Linked DNA regions of Zea mays: region 2 is linked to region 1. Evidence: chromatin contacts called from public Hi-C data. All regions are on one chromosome and are shown on one strand. The core of a region is the stretch at or near the end of the contact, and the rest is flanking DNA. Distances in the headings are between cores, read along the strand shown.

Evidence for each region. Hi-C and Micro-C count contacts between places; a contact is called where the count stands out from the background.
Region 2: a contact with region 1 is called in a Hi-C map of leaf, with 3 times the contacts expected there. The contact joins two enhancer-like sites. A contact is called at or near these places in 2 of 25 Hi-C or Micro-C datasets (both in leaf).

What each region holds. Positions count from the first base shown.
Region 1 is chr9:85,277,091-85,281,568 of Zm-B73-REFERENCE-NAM-5.0, forward strand. No RefSeq gene overlaps it. Among protein-coding and RNA genes, the nearest start is that of LOC109942325, 17 kb to the left of the region's middle. Within about 2 kb of position 2,186, at least 20 of the 20 cell types and tissues checked have an H3K27ac peak or open chromatin away from gene starts, as enhancers often do. A contact at or near this core is called in leaf, where this site is marked.
Region 2 is chr9:85,473,787-85,478,086 of Zm-B73-REFERENCE-NAM-5.0, forward strand. No RefSeq gene overlaps it. Among protein-coding and RNA genes, the nearest start is that of LOC100191563, 50 kb to the left of the region's middle. Within about 2 kb of position 2,830, at least 12 of the 20 cell types and tissues checked have an H3K27ac peak or open chromatin away from gene starts, as enhancers often do. A contact at or near this core is called in leaf, where this site is marked.

The DNA.
Region 1 (4,478 bases), core at 936-3,435:
CAAGAACCGAACCTCGGTAAAACAAATCCGTGTGTCTCACTTGTTTATTCACTTGCGATTTGTTTTGCATCCTCTCTCGCGGACTCATTTCTTTATTACTAACGCTAACCCGGCTTGTAGTTGTGTTTATATTTGTAAATTTCAGTTTCGCCTTATTCACCCCCCCTCTAGGCGACTATCACATGCTGGTGACCAGTTTCTAAGGCTTTCAGACGAAGCCAGTCACAGCTCAGGCCTTGTTCTAGTGTACCACAGGAGAGGACCAGGAGGAGTAGCGTGGTCAGGCTTCGCCATGTTACTCGGTTTTCTCCATTAGTTATTTCCGCTGCACTAAAAACTATTGTTACTGCTTTTGAAACTCCGATAATGTAATCACTATTGATATTTCTTAAATTTGTGGTATTATGCTTTATTGTATTTCTCTGTGCCTCACCTTCGCGTGAGCTAGTGGTATTCGATCCTGGATAAGTGGCTTTATCGGACTAGATCCGAGGGACTGACGGGTTATTTCGATTTAAGTGTGTTGCTGACTTTAAGGGTGCGACTTAGGCGCTTAAGCTGGAATAATCTGTGTGGTTCTGCCACAGATGCTTCCATACTTTGGACCTATGAGACTGCCACATGTCTCACATGAGTTGATTTTTCTAATTATTAATTCATAAGTATAGATATAAAAGGCTTCATCACTTTAATGCTAAAGTCGATGGAGAAATGGCTAAAATCCAAGTAAAGGTTAAATAATGAATACATTCAAAAAGTGCATGTCCCAGGTTGTGGACAATCTGGCCCTCGAAGTCAAACGATTCGATAAAGAATAGAAAGAGACACGAGGCTCAGCCTCTATTGTGGACAGTCCGGCCTAAGGCTGGACGGTTCGGTCCTCCCTTAGAGTCTGGCCTCTAAGACTGTCTCCAGCAACGTCCTCTATATATATCCTCTATATCTATCATTTACAGTCTTCTCTAAAAAATTTCATCTCCTATATCTACTTTCTCTCCAACAACGTCCTCTAAATCACGTCCTCTATATATAAATACTTATATTAAAGACATTTTTAATTTTTTAATTTTTGTACATACGTATTTGTCATACTCTTAAATATATTGTACATATTTTAGTTTTATTAAACCGGTTGTTTAAAGTATTCAAATAGATAAAGACCATTTAGAGAAACTCTACATATAGAGGATCCAACAGCGTTCTCTAAATTTAGAGGATCGTTTAGAGAACGTTGCTGGAGATAATAAAGAACGTCCTCATCCTCTAAATTTAAAGTAGATGACTCTTTAAAGCTCCTAACGACGAACAGTCCAGCTACTGACAGAAAGTGTCACGACCCACATTAAAATGAATCAGTAAACGCTCTCGCTACCCTCGGATCCAACATCGACGGATCACAAGCTTTCGCGCCGAATCGTTACGATGACCGAATCCCCGCCATTCATTCAGAATTGACGGTCACAAGACCACACACGATACGATCTAATCGCAACCATTGATCACGAAATGCGCGGCTCAGGGACCTTCTTCCTCCACCCGAGCCCAGGCCGGCGGCGCAGTTAGCCCGCACGGCGGCGCACCAACGGCGCGCACCCCATTTCAAGCCTCCGATGCACGAATTCCTAAGATAATGAGCTCTAAACGTAGCGGGGACAATAGAGAACTTGAAGAGGGCTACCTACTCAGAATGATAAAGCGCAGCCGATCGACCACAGCCAGAGGCGGATCCGCGGCGGCTCCCCAACTCCAGCGAGAAATCCGGTTGGCACAGAAGGTACCCGCACCCAACAGCACCCTACCACACGACCCGCACGCACCAGAGAATCGCCTAAGTGGTTTGTTGAGGGCTAGGCGACGGCGTGGACATGGATTGTCTACGGCGGCGTTTCTTCTCTCTCACAGTGCTGACGATGATCTAGAGGTTAGAGTAGTCGGCCACGCCGGCGGAATTACAATGGAGAGGAGGAGGTTGGGCCCCGAGAATACGGCTTTATAGCCATAGGAGAGAGGGAAAGGCGCCCGCACTCACCCGCGTCGAACGTGCGAGCCTCCGGGATCTTCTCGGTTTGTTGCAGTGGAGATCGGGTCGACGAAGGAGGCGGATCTGCCAACGCGGCCACACACGGCGGTGTAACATGGCGCAGGCGTCCGTTAAGGGTTGAGTTGTCCAGTTGGCCCAGGCCACCAGCGGCCGACCAGTGCGCGCAAGCCGAGCAGTGGGAGTGGTTGGTTGGGCCGCGCGACTGGGATTCGGCCCAGCCGAGGTAACGTATTTCTTTCTCTTTTTCTTTTCCTTTCACTTTTATTTTCTATTTCATTTCAAATTCAAATCTAATTTAAGCTTCACATATTTTAATGCACACACTAAAATACAACGTGATACAAAATATATATTTTGTTTTACTATTATTATTCTATTCTTTTAAGCAAATGCTCAAAAACATATAATAAGGAATAATTCACATTATATCCATTTTTAGGAATATATCATTTTTTTGAATGTGTGCTTGAATTAAAAGTTATTCAAACAAATATTATTTAATTAGTTAGGATAATTCTTATATAAAATCTTCACCATGATTTATTTTTTATTCGAGATTATTTTTAAGGAGTGCTCTAGTTATAAATTTACAATAGATAGATTGAAAGTGTTTCCTTTAAGTATTGTTACATAGTTTCAACTTAACTATAGTTTCAAGATTTGGATCAAAGTTTTAAACTACCAAGCTGTTGATATTATTATTTATTTTAGGAGAATTTACTTTGAACAAAAGGAACTCAATTATTAAAGGGTATTTTAACTCAAATATTTCTGGAGGAACTCCTATGAATCCCAAAATGGAATTTTGGGTGCTACATGAGTGCTTTTGTTCGCTCAGGTTCTCCAAAAGGCAGGGGATGTGTTGAGCACAATTTGTGCACTAGGCATGGCCGGACGGTCCGGCCTACGGACGGTCCACGAATAAATCGAATCTAGCGTAACTAATCCTTTTTTCGCGCGAGTTTATCCCTCTAAATCCGCAGTTGCTGTTGGGAGACGCCTAGGAACGGGTCCAGACCTCCTCCTATATATATTAATGGGTACGACCGATTGGAATCACATACAATCGATCAAACAATCAGTATATCTTCTGTTCTTTACATTTTGCCCAAGGAGTAGATAGTAATATAGTTTTCTCCATCTAATCTTCACCTCTCTCGGGCTCTACGTCGTTTAGAGGCGTCTTGGGTGGCATTGCCGATCCCAAGTCAAACCCTAGGATCTCTCCTCCCCGATGGGGTCCCTCCCGGGAACGAGATCCAGGCGCTGTTTGCGAATTTCGTCGCCTCCGCACACTCGCGGACCGTCCGACTTATCTGCAGAGACCCTAGCTCCTACGCCAGGTCACGGACCATCTGGCCTTTGGCCACGGATCGTCTGTGCTACCGCAGAGAGCACCGCCGCCGGTACACATCGCAATGATTGATGTCCAGATCGGCGCCAACACACTCATCACAACCTGAACCATAATGACACATATCAACCTTACGTTCGTAGCATGCCCATAAAACATTTATGTAATAGTGAAATTTGCGAAAGAATCTGTACGTAACTTTTATTTGTGAACTCTTTATGTGTGGATATCAAACTGGTGGTGTATATATGGCCCATGAAGAGCATGTTATGTTTCCTTAAAAAAATCTCTTGCATATTGATTATTATTGTTATTGTTATTTTTTCTTTAGTTTGTCGGGTAACACTAATGCAAGAATGTCAAGCATTTAGCAGGCCTGAAATAAGTGGCTGTGGTTCCTCCCTTCATCCTACCCGTAGGTTAACCTTATCCCTTCGCCTATTCTGGTTTTTTTTCCTTGTTGATCCCCTGATAGCAACCGGCTGGTGCAGTGGCGGGTGTGTGTGCCCTTCACAACCACTTACGTACGACATCGCGGCCTGATGGTCACATCTCTATCATCTGACTATTCAATGACTCATGCGTTCTAGTTTAATCGCTATACTAATTGGATAAAATAATTCCTGAGCAGCAGCTAGGATCTTCCCTAGCTACCTTTCTGATTAATAACCTGCAGATACGACCTGATCTGCCACTTTTTCCTTTAGATTTTCTGGTGGTGGTAGAGGGTTTAGCGCAGCACCATCGATCTCAAATATCTTGGCCGGCCCATACATCCCTTTTTCCTGGTACCTTGAAAGGGATCATGCATGGAAATTGAGAAGAAGAAAAAAAGAATGGACATTTAGTTTCATGCATGCTAGCTAGTATGTGGAGATCCCTGTTAACGTGATCCCATCAGAACTGTTCTTATATAATTAGCTGGTTCCCACGTATGGCTTACTACTGTTTCTTTGTCTCATTTGAGTGCCGGCAACTGACAACTCATTGTGCAATGGGCCGGTCTAACAGAAGTTTAGTTTGCTGTGCACAATTATCCTGTGCTAGCTGCACCGAACAGTGATCACCCTAGATTGATTGATT
Region 2 (4,300 bases), core at 1,580-4,079, 200 kb after region 1:
TGGATCCAGGGAGGATGCCTTGTCCATGAGACGGGAAAAAGGAATTAAAGATTAATGTGTGGATACCTGAGTCAAGCTTTTGAACGTACTAAACACATGTCGGTAAACCTAGTACCCGAGTGAAGCCGGGCGAGGACTTTATCCCTCACGCGACCTGAGACTGGGTCTCCCATGCTAGCTATGGTGGGTACAAGTGCGGTCACGGCACAGCGGCAGCCGGGGTCAGTGGAGCATTGTATGCCAAGGTGGTGAGGCCTGGCCGCGAACGGGGAATAGATGGGGACGGTTGACGTGTGTGGCGACGGAGTGCCCTGACATGTCGTGTGTTTAGGTTTACCTTGCAAGGTTAAAACTCGATTCGAATCGTCTGCTTCTCGCAGCTAATGAGACTACTTGACCCCTTGTACTACATCGAGTAAGAAGTGAAATGAGGTTACATGAGATAACTTGTTGTATGTACTAAATGCTTGCTACCATGTATGCTTAGAAGAAGCAAACTTAGTTAAGATAATGATGCTAGAATTTGAAAAGCTAAAATTTGATTTTAGATACACCTAGTGCTTTTGGCAAACCAAACCCCTCAGCCAAACAGCTGCATGGTCTAGAGGTAGAGGAGTAGACTCCTCACACCGGGTAAGTCTAGCTGAGTATTAGTATACTCAGCCTTGCTTGTGGCATAATTTTTGCAGGTACACTTCAGGATATGGTTGATGGTGTGACTTGGCCTACCACCCTGCCACCGGGTTGGACGGTGAGTGGGATGCTGCTCTAGCAGGAGAGGAGCAAGAGGAGTAGTGGACTAGATCTAAGGGACTGACAGGTTATTCCGATTTAAGTGTGTTACGGTCCTTGAGGCGTGACTTAGGCACTTAAGCTGGAATAATTCGGGCGGTTCGTTCTGCCACATAATGCCACATCTCCGAACACCATGTGCATGGCCCAAATATGATTCGATAGCCTCATTAATAAAGTTTATACTGTGCATGAAGATGTCTCGCACCCCCTATTAGATTAAAATAATCGATGACACTCTGCTTTGTCAGATCTACCAAGTGATGATTAGGATCTTTATAGACTTAAGAATTGGAATGGCATCAAAATAAACTCTTAATTTTTTCAAGGGAAGTTGTCCTATCATATTTAGCACATGAACGAATAGTATTACAAAAAAATAAAATACCATAGGTAATCATATTAAATGAGATAGTATATCCCTTTATCATGTGGTGATCTTCATCACCAAGTCCCGTTTGTGGTTGTTACATTTAGGCCATAGCATTCATAACATTCCATGCAAAATCAAGTTATGCGGAGAACCGAATACTACCACATTGTGTAAAAAGGGATTGTGCATACAATTTATGCCTTGTACACAAACAACGAATCCAATGCCTCTATTTTAACGTTAATCATATTGGTAATCGCGTGAGATACAACGATAATAGTACATCCAACTCAGATTTGTTGTCTTTCATAAACGGAAAGATTCATGTGCTGATAGCCTTGATGATGATTCTAGTTGATAGGGGTAGGTTATCTAAGTGGCCAGGAGGAAAAAAGAAATGGTATTATGTTTTGTTAGTGATTTCATCTAGTAGGGAGAAATGAGTTGTGCGATTATACCGACAACATCCTCATATGTTACAATCTATACTACAACCAAAGCAAAAGAAGATCCAATCTACTAGGCATATCGCCTATATGCAAATACCATCCATATCAAAAGTTGTGCATGACTTAGCTCTGATACAACTAAAAGAAAACGTGTACACTATACACTAGCATATCTACCATGTTCAAGTTAGCATATGAGTAGAGGACCCTGGATTGTTACTACTAGACACGCAGCACAGCGGAACAAGAAGGCATCGATGTATAGAAGTAGTTGAATGTCCTCGTGTACCAGTAGCCGCAGCACATTCACTCGTGCTCCTCAAATCAATCTCTAATCAACAATACCGCAACAATTGCAACATCTTTATTATATCCATATATACGAAGAGGAAACATCGTGAGGTCGGTGTGCTAGTACCGTGTGCGTAGCGAGAAATTGTCAAGATACCTTAAACACCCGCAATATTAGTGAGAGAGACAACTACGGCTAAAATGATTCTCGACCTCTTCCTATATATAGGAGATGTTTGGTTTGAAGAATCAATCCATTCTAGATCGATGAGATGGTGCATCATGAGTCCATTCCATATATTTGGTGGAATGAACTCATTCCTTATATTATTACTAATTATTAACCAATGATAAATGAAATGGTGATGAATCAATTTATTATATTCCTCAAACCAAACAAGAAAGTGAGAAGATGATGGACTACCTCGTTGCTCAAACCAAACAAACTAACAGTTTTTTTTGCTAATAGGCTTTTAACTTAAAAAATTATTAGGGCATATATTAAGAATGCTGGTGCTCCAGCACGTGGTATCAAACGATTGACTGCTAGGTTCAGAAACAGGTCCTAGAGTATGCATGAGTCATGCTGACGTGGCTCTACGCTAGGCATCTATATAGATCTTGCTGCGCCTCGTTTGCCACTGGATTGAGATAAGAGTACGATTAAACCGTGCTGGAAAGACGAAATAGAAGGTCAAGGAAGCTCGCGAGAAATATCTGACGGAACGTCTGAACACGATCGCCTGACAGGACAGGGCGCACATCCTCTTTCTGAAACCTAGAGGCCTCTCAAGAGCCAACAAGTCCAGCCGGCTAGCTGAAGCGTCGAAATTCGAAAAGGCGGGTGATGTCCTCTTGCATGCTGCGACGGCCGGCTGGTGGATGGCCACGCCAGCGGCCGCTCGCGGCTGGATCCCGATGCCTCCAAGACAACACACGCGCACGCACGGCCCCGGGCGCCGCGCGCGCGCCTGGCTATTGGCCGTGCACAAACAGACTCCCGTCGCGCCGGCCGGGCTTATTTCGCCGTGGGCTTTTTATGTGGACGTAGCTGCCGCCTGAGATTCCTCCGCGGCGCCGGCAGCTAGCTAGCTAGCGAGGCGACATGGACGACGCGGCACCGCACGATTGTGCGACGGACGCGCGGGCCAGAGGTGGACTGGCCTTATTGGTCTCCGTACGTCTCCGTCGCTGTAGCTGCCTCGTCGGCACGTCGCCGTCGTGGTGGTGTGATTGTTAATCGATGATACGCGCGGCCTGTCGTGACGGCTTGTTGATTCGATGGATCCAACGGGCAAAGGATCAAGATAGTTTCGGCGAGAAACGGAACGGGGTGAACACACTGAACTCATCGTCGATTCGTCGTCTTGGATCCTCAGTACAGCTGCCTTATCCGCAGCACAGAATCCTTATCTGCGCTTTCTTGCATGGTTTGCATTTCGTTCTGGTTCACTCACTCTGCACGGTCGTAATTAATTGCCCGCTTTACATCTGAATGAGAGCTTAACTCCATTCACAATGATCGCAACAACTCCTCACTTTAACCTCAACACAAGTGTTCTATCAGTATCACTCAATTGGATATATAGCTATCTTTAAGCACACAACTGATGTGACCATACCAATATTGTCAACCTTGCCGACCATTCTTATTGAACCTATCACTCGAAGCCAAACAAAAACGATAAAATAAAAGGTGCATGCGTTACTTTATTAATTTTAATTAAACACTAATAAGAACTTTATGCTACCTAAGTCGTGTATGTTGATATTGCTTAAGTCAGTCAGTCCGACGCGACAGAATCGTCCAGAAGAAACAGTCATATCTTTTGATCTCCAAAAGATATGAATGCCTATAAGTACTTTTTGGAAAGATCTTGAAGTCTAGTTTCCAATGCTTTTGAGGCCGACTTAATCAAATCTACCAGCAAGGTGGCTGACCTATGGTCAGAAGGTCAACAGTCTGCTTGATGACCAAGTTTAAGTATTAAACTGCATCATTCTACGAAGTTTCATGAGGCATGCTATAAATGGTGATAAAGCTTATCAAGTCAGCTTTCCAACGCATGCAGCCCCACGCCATTTGGAGACTCCTAGAAGAAGTTATTATCAAAATATTGAAGGTTGCGCAGAAGTCAAACAACCATGCAGAATTCAGCTCTGGAGATCTTACGAAGAGGCCCCTTCACATTAGCACGTTAAATATTTTCTTTTCGTGTTTATACCTATCTAAGGTGGTTGTTGCTAGTATAAATACCCCCTATGTCTATGATGTAAAACAACTTTTGATAACCTTTGATGATTTGATAATCCAAGTGATTAGCGCAGCCGAGATGCTGAGTGCTTACTCTACCCTTGTTCTTCCTTGTTCTTCCTAGATTTGTGAAGAGAATCC